Linked DNA regions of Gossypium hirsutum: regions 2 and 3 are each linked to region 1. A link is a contact called in public Hi-C data. All regions are on one chromosome and are shown on one strand. Each heading gives the region's core, a stretch centred on a gene start, on an enhancer-like site or on the middle of the called end of the contact. The rest is flanking DNA. Distances are from core to core; before and after follow the strand shown.

Region 1 (4,524 bases), core at 562-3,061:
TTTTTTTTTTCTTCTTCTTTCCGTGATGGTTCAGTTTTGGGGATAAAAGAGAAAATTAATTAAAGTTGGTTTTACTTTTCGGAATTTTGAGTTTACTTTTTGAAGCTTTGATGTCACTTTATTTATGACATGGCAATTTTTAGTGTGTATTTTTTTTATTCAAATTTAGCTGACAAATTTTAACCCTAAAATGAAAGGATTAAAATTCAAGAGCATAGCATCTTTTAACCGAAAATTAATTGAATATATTTAATTTAAAATAAAAAATGAAAATTATTGTAAAATTTACATCTTATTTTAACAAATTTTTATTTTAAATTTAATTATACATATGTAATATATTAATATAAAATGACACTAATTTGATAATATTGTTAGTGATTTATATAAATCAAATCAAATTAAAATTTTATGTGATAATGTCATATGGTTTTAATATTTATTCCACTTAATTTCACTCAATATTACAAGTTGTTTTAAATCTCTCTCTCCTTCTATAATGTATTTTTTTATTAAGTTTTTAACTTTTTTTTAAGGAAAAAAAAGAGAAAATAAGGCAAAATAATGATAGAAAAACAAAATAGTCTTTATTACTAAAATTTATTCATTAAAATTGTGAAAATATTGGCAAACAACAATAAAATTGAAGTAAAAGAGTAATTAAGCAGTTTCATCATGATGGTTCTTCATCTCAGCCAATTGATCATAAGCTTCACCCCAAGCATTCTTCATCTCTTCATTCCATTTCTCTTCTCCAATTGCTTCTTCAATTGTCCTTATGAGTGCCTCTTTCACCACCTGCATTAACATTATTCCTCAAAATTTTTTTAATTAACCACTGCATCCAAATCAAATTTATTATTAAAAAATAAAATAAAAATGTACCTCGAAATGGGGGTCTTTGACACCACTCTTGACATGGACAGTGCCCAAATACTTCAAAGTAGTATCAGCCACTACCACTTCCCCTTTCTCTCTCAGTTGTATGGCTGACTCACATGTCTTCAACAACAATTGTTTAAGTATTTTAACTTAAGTAGGGATATATATGCAATGAATAAAATAAAAGGACTGACCATCTTGAAAACCTTGACAGCATGAGCTTTGAGCTTTGGATTATTTTGAGGAATCTCCTCTGACTCCCTCAAGAAACTGAACATGTTCTTCGCACCTGGTGCTATCTCCAATATCCTAAATAACACTCTCAATTTAATCAATACTCAGTGGAAGAGAAATTCTCTTAAAAGACACAGCCTCACTCGTTTGGCCGACACTGACCACTGTTGGGTCCGAACGAAGAATTCATAAAAAGGAAAGAATTAAAGGTCTTACAGTGAAAAGAAACGCAAGCTGAAGTGAGGAATATCTTGCTTCAAAACCTCCCATGATTCTTTCACCAACCCTTCTTGCTTCTCTGTGAAACCCATCTCTGATTTTCTTCTTCTCAATGATAACCAGGGAGTGGTGGAGCTCTATAAGAAAAGAGAAAACTAGTGTGGGAATCTTGAAGAAATAAATATTATTAATGACAAACGCAAACTCAGAAATTTAACTGCTGCTTTCCTTTATTAATATAATACCAATACAGCTAAGCTTTATTTGTCTTCTTAGACGTGCATTGATGATTGTGTAAAAGATGGCTCCTTATTTTCCAGAAATTTAAAAAAGGATGTTATTATTCACAAAAAATCATTTTGATTTCATTTGGTTGAATTTTGAAAGAAATATCTCCCAAGTTGTAACCTGTCCAGATATTTTCTATCATTACAAAATAATTCATGCTTACACCATACAAAATTAAATTACTATTCAAATGTTCAATCATTTAGTCTATTTATATATATATCTTGCATATCAAATTAGATGTATATTTAAAAATTCTAACTATTTATTTTATATATAAAAATTCACCCCTTGAATATATATATATCAACTATTTTTTAGATTAATATAATACGAATATCAGATGAGTTCAAAAATTTAAATGCATGACAAGTACAATTATATTAATAAATTTAATGATTGGATCGTTAAAACATTAATCGTATAAATAATTACAGAAATGTGTAAAATTACTCTAATTTTTACTGAATTTTTCCCAATATATATTATTTTATGTAAAACATATCAATATTTCATTCAATGTACCAGTTGAGATAAACATCTACCTAATCATTAATTAACGGTGTATTAGAGATACTGAAGAAACAATAATCCAAGATTGATAGCATAAGCACCATGATTTTATTTATTTATTTTTATAAAAATCAAACAAATGAACAAAAAACCACTTATTACGAATCTCATGCTCCTCACCTTCCCAAAAATAATTTATATTTTTGTATTAAAAAATCACTAAATAATTTTTTTATGCATATTTATAAATTTTACTTTTTTCTGGGCGCATGGCTAACGTCAACTTTGAGAAAATTCCAAAAATTCACTTGTTTTTCAATCAAATTCCAGTTTTTCATTTAAACATTTTTGTAGAATAATCTTGAATGGAATTTTTGTTAGTACGTAACTTAATTGAAATGGTAAATTTAAGCATGATGGGTTTTCTTTTTTGATAATAGGTTTGTGATCTCCTTCGATTGATAGCTTTTTGTTTTCTGATTTTGGCTTTCCTCCTTTCAATTTAGGGAAGGAAAGCCTTGTTGTTACGAATTGATGAAAGAAAAATAGTGGGCAAATGTCACCTCAAATGCAGAGCTGAAGGTTGTGCAACTATTACAACCACATTTTAAATGGGGCCCACAAGTTGAAGGTAAGCATCCTATTATCCATGGGTTAAACTATGACTAATGGGAGGCACACCAAGGTTTTTATAAACCCCATTGATGAGAGTAGAGATTGTAAGGCCCAAATTTTGCCTGGCCCGTACACATACAAAACAATAAAATAAAAAAATACAACAGCCCAAATCAAGGCCCAATAAAATAAAAATACAAAGGCCAGATAGGCCCAAAGCATTGGGGTTTTTAGAGACCCTAGGTCTCCTTTTGCTTCACGCCGCGGCCTTCACCAGCAGCCTCCACACACGCCCTTCGCACGATCCCCAACTACGCGTTGCCTACCCCACGTCTGTGCGCTCCGTTTTCATGGCTTCACGACCTGCAACATGGGCAAAATAGCAGAAATCGCTTGTATATTGGCTATAAAGCCTTCGGTTTTTAATTGTAAGGGGGGGGGGAATACAAATACAAGACAGATATAAAGAAAATAGAGAACAGAATCTGAATTTTCCATATGCAGAGCAATTTTTCAATTAAATGAAAACGATTTTTTCTTCTTTTCAAAAGGTGATTTGCTATTTTGATTTTACTATTTAATTTTTTTTACAACAAAAGAAATGGAAAAAGAAAACAAAAGGGACGAAGGTACCTGATTGTGGCTTCTCCTGTAGCCGTTCTTCATGATCAAGGCGGATTAGCAGCAGGGGGCTGATCCATTTGTGCCCTGGCAGAGGAAGAAAGGAGAAGACCCTTTGTTCCTTTTGATTTTGGAACAGAGAACTTTGGGGAAGGGATTGGGGTTTTGTTGCGGTAAAAGGAAAAATGGCAGATTGCCATTCATTCTTTTAGTTTTAGTAATAAATAAAACGGCGTCGTTTATAGCTTTGGACCGAATAGTCCATTTGCGCGTTAGCCCCTGTCGCATTTCTATTTGTTTTAATTTAGCTTTTTTATATATTTTTAATTTTCCCTTCAAATTTCCTTTATGTTGCATTTGAGTCCTCTCAAAAACGCTGCATTTTGAGGGTATGGATTAATTTCTTAATTGATCCCTGTGTTTTATGCGCATTATAATTTGGCCATTGTGCGCATATTCCTTGTTTTGTCCCTTAATTTTTATTTTTCTTCTGATTTAATCTCTAGCTTATTGGTTTTTTTTATATTGGGCATTTATTTATCCATTTTAATATTTTATATTTTAAAAAATTGTTTTATTTTGTAATTTTTTATTTTAAATTTTCTTATATACGATTTACTTCTTTTAAAAATCCTATTTTTACTATATATTTATTTTTTTAAAACACTATTATTCCTTATTTTTATATATTACCTTATTTTTATGTGCATTATAAGTTGTTAATAAACAAACTTTGCTTTATTTTTTTATGATCATTAAAATTATATTATATAAATTGTAATTCATATGTATTCTTTAGCATATTTTTATATGATGGTTTTTATAATCCATTTATACTTTTTAGGTATGTATATTATTCGCTTTAAAATTTAGCTTAGGCATACGTTGCAACTTTTTTTTTATATACATAATTGATGTTATATTTTTACTTATTTTAATTTTAGCCTTAATGTTAAATTTCAGCTTATAATGTTGGTTTTGAAATTCATTTTTATGATGAACTTGATATTTATGCATTGATGTTTATATATTGTTTGTTTGTCTATTGTTGTTTTTTATGTGTTTTAATTTTCATATGTGTACCTCTGAATTATTGTCGATAAATGGTGAGTTATATTAACCATGTACATGTTTCATATTAGTTTCCTTGTT
Region 2 (4,524 bases), core at 609-3,108, 210 kb before region 1:
TGCTGCTGCTGGTTCAGGAAGGATAATTGGATTTGGAACTCCGAGCTACAGTAAAGGTGAGTATCATGTGAGTCTTTGTCCTGACTCTTGCATGTTAGTTTATAATGGTAGATATTGATGTCTTCTCAGATAGTTGGTGAATGTATGTGTGTGAATTATCATAAAGGTTCTGCATAATTACAAATGATATATATGATTTGCTGCATGATTAAGATGATGTGTGGTATATATGCTTATGAAATCATATATGAAAGAATATGAGTTCGTCAGAAGTGTGAACGAATTTGGGTAAGTGCATTTCATGTTAAGTGAGTAACACAACCATTTGTGATGCTTCCAGTAGGGCAAGTACATTGCTAACCGGGCTGATAGATCATTTTATGAAAATGTGTGTAAGACCATGTGGTAGAGATCCATGGCATTATATGATAATGAGAATACTCATGGTTTTGCCTCCGGTAATATATAAATCAGACAAGTAGAGCATGGTATGAAAATATGTACAAGACCATGAAGGAGAAACCCATGACACCCTCTGAGATAGTCCACCGAGACAGTAAACACATAACATTTTGTAAAGCTTTTGTGGCGTATTCTGTAAACACTTTGTGGCATATTCTATAAAGCCTTTCTAGCCTATTCTGTGATACTTGTGTGGCGTATTCTATGATGCCCTTGAGGTAAGATTTGGATAATTGCCTTTGAGGCAAAATTAGGATAAGTTTAGAGACTTCTTCACTTGATAACTTTGTGGTAGAGATTTGAGTAAGTTTGAAAACATCTCTATTTGGATAGCCTTGTGATGAAATTGAATATGACTTAAAGGTGTTTCCTGAAAAGTTCACAACAGTATTTCTGAAAGGTGAATCCACCATAGTAGTCTGTCAGTACAAGTAATTTGGCATATTCGTAAATATGAGTAGTCTAAGAGTTTGCCAGATCTGAATTTGTTTACATTATGTAAGGAAGTAATATAAATTATATGGTATCTGCCAAATTTGAGTGTTTCATGCTGTATATAAAAATGTTATCTAAAGTAAAAGTTGTCCGTCAAATCAGAGCGTTCTCATATATGTAACATGGTTGTCTGGGATTTCACGGGATGACTTAGAAGATTTTGTCCATCAGAATAAGTTGTGATCTGATCTGATTGGTAATTTGATAGTTGCCAATTCAGTATGAGAATCTGGCAAATGTAGGATCTGTATGAAGTTCATCTTAAAAGATTAGTTAATATAAGTAACTGCTAAGAATAGTATCTATGAGTACACCATCTTGGGGAAGGTATTCAACATCCAACTGAGTGAGAAACCGTTGAAGGTAGGTTCTGTATGGATATCCTTTTGAGAAGTGTAGTTGTTTTCAAAAAAAAATAAGATCTGTATTAGGTGGTGAAGTTTGGAATCTGTTTAATGAGTGAATTGTGTGTAGGATGGTTAAGTATGGAAGTTGGAGTATATGTATACGCTTAATATTAAGAAAGTATCCACCAAAGAAAGAAAGGAAATCAAAAGTCTTTAAGATGAATTCAACATGAAATGCTTCAAGGTAATTTGGGTTAAAACTCACTAAGTTTGTGTCAACTTACAAATGTTCGTTTATGCTGTTCGCTTTAAGAGTGAGTACGCCATGAGGGACCAAGCTAGGATTGTGCCAGGGTGGTAGTTCGAGTTGCAATATTATGTATACAAAGAGCACTATAGGAGTATGACGCTTAGTATACTACGCGATAAAGAATTACATTATATTTGGTTGGGTATAATAGGAATAGATTACGCCCCAATTCAATGGGCCCACCACCAAACCAATGTTTGGTTGTAATGCCTATTACAGCCTCTTTCAATCCCTCCTCTATTCCCACTAATCACACTAAATAGCATTCAACACCCTACCCATAGAATAGCCATTCCTCACGTCTCAGTTTCAACTTTACCCTTCTCCCTTCCTCACGTCTGAAACCTTTTTTTTTTCTTTCTTTTTCCCATTTCCTTCCTGCCTCTTCACTAACTTTACCCTTCCTCACATCTGAAGCTCTATCAACGCCTTCGCCCTCGACGCTTTCGCCTTCTCAGGTTAGGGTCATATTCCATTTTTTTAATTATTATTTTGATCATCTTCCAACAGATCGACTTCAGATGGGTGGGGTAGTCTCTACAATTCCAAGTAGGTTTGCCTTTGTAGGCTACTCTCTCAATTCTTCTTTATCATTCTTGTTTTGGGTCTTCATTGTTTTTTCTAAATGACTAACAGCTTCGATGCGCCATTTTTTTGAACTCTTTTTTGGAGCGATTGGGTTTAATGTAAAGACTGTACAATACAACAACATCAAGTTTCAAGTATGAGATTTAGGTAAGTTAACGTTAATAAATCTGAAATAGCAGCTAATGTAGTTTATACAAATGGAGTTCAATTTAATTTATTGAATCATTGAAATTTACAATAATCCTTTTACTTAAAATACAATCATTGAATTTCATTTTTGATCCTATAGTTATCTGGTTGGCCTGCTTGCTTTGGCATTTGCCACAAGGCCTTTGGGAATTTTAGTTACAGTTTGAATTGTATAAAATTATATCAGCAGAAACTTTTGTGGCTTGAATTTACAGAGAAATTGTTTCAGTTGTTGAGTTTAAACATGTAGCTCCATTTTGCTTATCAGCTGTGAGATTCTATAAAGTTGTAACATTCATTTAACTCTTTGTTCTAGTTTAAATCAAATGTAGTTTTTTTTTTTTGCAGGTGGTCAGATAAGCATCAGGTACTTGTTTTTAAGCTATGTGGTCTCAAGGAAACATCTTAATACTTTTGGAATAGATGAGGTTTTAAATTGGTTTGTTAAAGTAGCTTTAACTGTTGTGGTGTGTCTTCTAACTAATGGAGATGCAACCTCTAAGTTACTTTGCTTCTTCTATTTATTTAATTCTGATATGGGGACATCTTGTGGGTTTTTTTGGCTGCTCTTTAGCTGGACAATAAGGTGAGATGAAAGAAGATTCATCATTTTTCATTTATTTACTCAAGGAGTTTTGTTTTTTGAAATTTTTCATCTCCAATTTACTTTCTTTGTGATGATTTTAGTCCTTTCATCGGGCAATTTGCTGCTTGTTGAACACGCCGATTGACTTCACCACCCTCTAACACTAGTCTTCCACTTTTCTTTTTAATCTGCATCTTTTACAGGGCATATTGGAGATGCTATTTCCCAAATACACAAGCAATAATTTATGTTGTTGATTCAAGTGACACAAGAAATTATTCGCTCTGCTATTGACTTTAAGAGGGACCCATGGCCTAAGGTTTCGGACAATGCAAAGGACCTTGTAAAGAAAATGCTTAATCCTGATCCAAAGCAGCATCTTACAGTACAGGAAGTGCTTGGTAACCTTCTGTAAATGTTGTATGATTTATTTATATTGATATATATTTTCTATGCATGAAAAATAATCCCAACTATTGTATGCAGAACATCCATGGCTACAAAATGCCAAGAAAGCACCCAACGTTCTGTTGGGTGAGACTGTGAAAGCTAGGGTCAAACAATTTTCTATAATGTACAAGCTGAAGAAGAGAGCTCTAAGGGTAATAATCCACTTTGCACCACCTTTGACTAGTTTTTATTGATTGTATGTTGCATTTTTAAATGTTTTCCAGGGCCCTGGTGCTGGAACTAGCTCTAACTTACCTACTGTAGGTGCAATTGCTGATAGTCAGTCAAGCATGTTCTATTTTTCTTGCTTCTAATTTTGTCTGATCATATATTGCAATAGTTTATTTTTTACTTGATTATTTCTTTTATTTATGTATATTCAGTCACATAGTATTTTTAGATAATGCCCCGTGGTTTATCTGGAGCAACATGATGATATGGTAGATTTTCCACAGGTGAAGAGACCAGACCTTCTGGTTGGTCTTCAGCAGATCCTACACACAGGAGGCATTCTGGCCTGATTGCAAATTCTAGAAGTTTAGCTAAACAAAAAGGTCCAGTAGATAATGATCTTTCTGCTGCTAAAGATCCTATGGTGATAATTAGTATTATTTTGTATTTTGTATTTGGGCTATGACTATTTGACCAAAACTGTCATTATATTTTGTATTTGACCAGTAGCTAATGATCTTTCTACATGCATGTGAATTTGTTCATTATATTTTGTATTTGGGCTATGACTATTTGACCAAAACAATCATGGCCTCCATGTTGTTGCTGAATTTCAATTTCAGTTATTTTGGTTGGGATTTATTAGTAATAAATTATGTGAATATATCTTATGGAATTGTTCATAATCTTTTTTCACTATTAAATACAAATATAAACACACTCTATGCAATTTACGTTCACCTACAATCTCGACAATTCACATTCTTTCTCTTGTAACAATATGAATGCTAATCAAATGACACATAATTAAGGGAGGGCAGAAAAAATATACAAACGACACAAAAAACGGATAAAAACATAATAATAGTTATGATTTTTTAATTTTTATAATAATAATTATATTAAGAATTTTATTAAATTATATA
Region 3 (4,524 bases), core at 1,057-3,556, 170 kb after region 1:
AAATTTAAAAACTAAATATTAGGTTCTAAAGTCAACTATTATATAGTATTAAATCATTTTAATATCCTTCCACTAATTAAATTAAATCATATATATATATAATTAATTAATTAGAAAGAAGGAACAGGGTCAAAGGCAATCAGTTTAGGTTTGCAGAAACTTTAACGACTGATGGTATGTCGTGACTGAAAGTAGTTTGAATTTGTCAGTAAAAATCCGATCCCTACGTAAAACATAAAAATTGTCTCAACGCAACATGAAGTCAAAATATAGACTCCATAAAACAACAAAACTAAATAAATCAATCGTTTTATAAAATAAAAATAAAAAACATGAAATCAATGATTTCTTACCAAAAGAGACAAAACACTTGCATATGCCCAAAGCACATTGCACCATTCTCGGTTTCTATCACTTTCTCGAGAAAAAATAAAATAAAATCATCTCCGAGAATTTCAAATCTAAATAAGTTTTTTAGCAGATCCCAATGCCTTTCTCAATTACTCAGAAAGTTTCCCACATGCCAAACGCCCCCCAAAAAAAGAAGAAAATCAACCATTTTTAACCAAATAACTAACAAAATAATAAATTTATAACACAGATTGGAAGAGCATATGTCATCTTATTAATCTAGTTTTTATTTTTTAAAATTTTAAACTATAGTTAATGATGATCATAAAATAAATTGTGTTATAAATTTATTATATGATCATCATTAACTATAATTTAAAATTTTCAAAAATAAAAACTAGATTAATAAGATGACATATACTCTTCCAATTAATCTATTAGAAGTACCAATATATATATATACTAATCTCTTAATTTTCATCTACATATCTCAAGATCAAAATTCCAATCCTAGTTCCTTTTTTCTTTTCTTTTTTCATCTTGGAACTCATTTTATTAGTTTTAAAAAATGGGATTAAAGGAATCTTAGTTGATATTAATTAAGAAGGGGGAGTTGGATTCAAATTTGGAAGAAAAAATTACAATATATATAATGAATTTAAATTGGAAATTAACAAAATTCATAAGGAAAGGATTTAACATGTATAGATCGGATCCCATAAATAAAAAAAGTCTGAATATTACAGACTTATATAAAGTTTTTTGAATTCTAGTAATAGATTTGCGTGTAATTTCAATTCAATACATACATACAAAGAAATAAAAAGAAATAAAAAATTACATATATAAAAAAAATAAAAATATACGTATAATATTATTGTTCATGTAGGAGGGCACCTTCTTTTGGAGATAGAATGATCAAAACCAGTATTGAAAAACGCATCAACTTCTTCTCTGTTAATGATGTCGAAGAACTGGAATTTAGACAACAGCTTCCTTTTACAAGACACATATGTTTTCCTAGGTTTCTTTGGTGCTCCTGGACATGACAAAACTGCTGGGATCTTGTGTTCTTTCGATGTTGGCGTTACACAACACTCTTTACTGCTACTGCTGCTGTCATCTGGATTCGTGTTTTCGTTTCCTGTTTGATTTGAAGATTGAATCTTTAGTTTGGGTAATTTGGTTTGCGACAAATCTTGTAATAATCCATGATCTGCAGACATTTTTTTTTATATAAAAAAAAAAAAGGAAAGAAAGAGAGAGCAGAAGAAGAATACGTGTACTGGAAGGTAAGAGAAAGGGGTTGAGAGGGAGAGATGGTATCCTTTTATATTCATTCTCTAAACAAATTAGTGTTCATTTAAAATGAAATAAAAATAAAAAGAGTGAATGAAAACTTTGTGTTTAAGCTTGGCTTGAGGTATGATAATGACATGGCTTTTAGGAGTTGGGACTTTAAGTTTTAGCCTTTCTTACCTCATTTTCCTTTTAAGTAGCTGTGGATAGGAAAATTGAAGAAGTAAAACCTATTAATGTATTCCTTTGAATTTTATAAATATTTAAAATCAAGCTTCAATAATATGAGGTAAGAAGATCATATTAATTCAAAACACAAATGATGATATAAGTGGTGAATTTGACTAATTCAGAAAACCAAATTTCTTTAATTTTTAATTTCATATAACCCAATATTTTGAATAAATTTAAGTTTTAATTAATTGTAGTTTTACCATCAGATTTCAAATTTATTTTTCTGGATAAATTAAGATCCTAAAACTTTTTTCAGCTCAAAATAATTTTTAAGCCCCCTTCCGATAATATCCTTAAAACTAAGGACAAAATGTGAGACCGGAAACAGGCAATTAAACCCCACTTTATCCTTTATTAACCTAAGGGTTTCAGCCACTTTAGCGGATTCCATTTCTAACATGAGGAACGTAAAACTTACGTCGGAGACAAAAGGTGTAACTATTCTGTCTTCCGTACTCCACCCACTCTTTCTCATGGCGCGTGTAAGACACACTCCTACTTTCTTATTTTTTTCATCTTACTTTTTCTTTCTTTTTAATGAAAAACCTTACGATGTTTCCTTTTATTCCCTATTAATTTATGATCATGTCTAGTCTTATTTAGCAATAAACATATAATATTTTTCAATTATTATTGTAAATCATCACATCCATATTTTTTTAAAAAAAAGTTATGTTATTAATTTTTACTTACCATTTTGGTAAATTTTATATAGTTTTAAGTATCTATTTCAATATTTATATATATAGAGAGTAAGTTTGTGCTTGAACTATTATCTAAATTCTCACCTTTAAGAAATTTGAATTTGAGATTTTAACTAAAATATATAGTTTTAACTCATTTCTTACTTTGGTTCTAATAAAAGATATATATATACATTTCATGTAATTAAAGAAAATAATACTTAATATAAACAAGAAAATAAATAAATAGAAAAACAAAATGAAGATGATGATGTTGTTGTTGTTGTTTTGGGTGACAATATAGTGAATTATGTTGGATTGATCTGCCAATTTAATGTTCTTAGATGACTCCCTGTAAACTTGTAAGGATGGCATCTAAACCCTAAAATATTAATGAAAATTAAAATCATTATTGATTAATCCACCTTTCTCCTTTATTACTCTTCATCATTCATTTAAATCCAATCTTTCACACACATACAAAATAAAAAGCACTGACAATTAATAAAACACTAATTAACCATTCATCAAATTTTATATATTAATAACCCACACAAAATGATTTTAAAATTTCTGAAAATTCTCATTCATTTTCTCAATTTTTAAAAATTTTAATTACATCCCATTTTTTTGGAGAAATTTACATGCCCAAAATCTGATATACACTTTAAATTATAATTTATAAAACTGATAAAAAAAATTTAAGAGAAATGTAGGAATAAATATAGCTAAGTTGAATATGACATTGGTTTCTCTCCCCTCCTATTATATATATAAAAAATAACAAAATAGCATAGGATTCCAAGTGATGGGAGGTGGAATACTCTTATATATCTAGCCAGATCTCTTTGCTTTCACTATTTTATTGCAAATTTAATGGATTTGGTTTCACCAAATACCGAGCTCATCTCTTCTATTCACACACAAAAGAGATCCATAATGAATCTTTCCACGTGAAATCAACTGTCTGCTTCTGCTTAATCAGGCCCCCCCTCAACATGCCTTCTCTATTGCATGAGTTTCACCACCTAATCCCCCTTTCTTTTTCCATCTCTTTTTAAAAAGGATTTAATATATAGTAAAAGTGTAATGGAGACCACCTGAATTAAAAGTTACATTGGATTTTATTTCTTCTATTGAAAAAAAATGACAAAATAGTTCTTGTATATTAAAATAAAGACTAAATTGATTCTTTTTGTTAAAAATTTTATCCAATTGTACTATTAAAAATTGACCTGGCTAATAGATTAATCAGACTGTGAATTAATTTTTAACTGTAAAAATAGATAAATTTTTTAATAAAATGACAAATTTATTTTTTTATATAACATATAGAGATTAATTTACTCTTTTTTTCAGTAAAATAGATAAAATACAATCCAACTCCTAAGCCTCCATGATACTTTGACCAATATATTCCTTAAAAACCAAAAGAAACCCTTCATTAATCTAATCTTAACCCACGTCTAAAGCTGCTAAAACTACTATCTTTTTTTAAATAAAAATAAAAAAATTATTTATTCATTTTACTGCTTGTCATATTGTCCCACTTTTGGAGGGTCATTTTTCTTTTCGTAAATTGTGAACAATCATTTTTACCCCAGAAATCTAGGGATATAAAAAAACCCTAAATGATATGAAAGTCAATGGATGAAAACCCTTTTCTTGCAGGTTCTTCATGAACTAATAAAACCAGACAACAAGCTTCCAAATCTTCCCACTTTATTCCTTGTGTCAAAGCTTGTTTTACAATTTTTTTTTCTTTTTCTAAAATATTCTTTTCTTCTCTACTATATAATACTATTATTACCAGATTTCATATTATCTAAGAAGAGTTCACAACAAGCCTTGTTCCATGGTTCCTTCTCTTGTAATCTTTTTGGTTTTTTTTTTCACTGAGTTATTTTGAAGATTATTATATGTAATATAGAGAATATTTAATGTACCGTTAATGTAT

Evidence for each region. Hi-C and Micro-C count contacts between places; a contact is called where the count stands out from the background.
Region 2: a contact with region 1 is called in a Hi-C map of leaf, with 4 times the contacts expected there. The contact joins the promoter of LOC107930655 here to the promoter of LOC107930632 in region 1. A contact is called at or near these places in 11 of 34 Hi-C or Micro-C datasets (callus, hypocotyl, leaf and 1 more).
Region 3: a contact with region 1 is called in a Hi-C map of leaf, with 3 times the contacts expected there. The contact joins the enhancer-like site here to the promoter of LOC107930632 in region 1. A contact is called at or near these places in 3 of 34 Hi-C or Micro-C datasets (all in leaf).

Annotation. Positions count from the first base shown.
Region 1 is chrA01:43,905,228-43,909,751 of Gossypium_hirsutum_v2.1, reverse strand. It overlaps LOC107930632 (non-symbiotic hemoglobin 2-like), which reads right to left and starts at 1,811. Exons shown (of 5, transcript XM_016862304.2): 1 at 1,581-1,811; 2 at 1,333-1,472; 3 at 1,077-1,191; 4 at 886-1,002; 5 at 566-798. The coding sequence starts at 1,427. The coding sequence ends at 661. It overlaps LOC107930629 (a long non-coding RNA gene), which reads right to left and starts at 3,886. Exons shown (of 2, transcript XR_001693043.2): 1 at 3,385-3,886; 2 at 2,762-3,114. LOC107930648 reads left to right here. Exons shown (of 8, transcript XM_041111231.1): 8 at 1-7.
Region 2 is chrA01:44,112,685-44,117,208 of Gossypium_hirsutum_v2.1, reverse strand. It overlaps LOC107930655 (calcium-dependent protein kinase 7), which reads left to right and starts at 1,858. Exons shown (of 6, transcript XR_001693052.2): 1 at 1,858-2,163; 2 at 2,251-2,349; 3 at 2,740-2,977; 4 at 3,181-3,378; 5 at 3,464-3,579; 6 at 3,883-4,274.
Region 3 is chrA01:43,734,848-43,739,371 of Gossypium_hirsutum_v2.1, reverse strand. No RefSeq gene overlaps it. Among protein-coding and RNA genes, the nearest start is that of LOC107943609, 33 kb to the right of the region's middle. Within about 2 kb of position 2,306, at least 3 of the 9 cell types and tissues checked have an H3K27ac peak or open chromatin away from gene starts, as enhancers often do. A contact at or near this core is called in leaf, where this site is marked.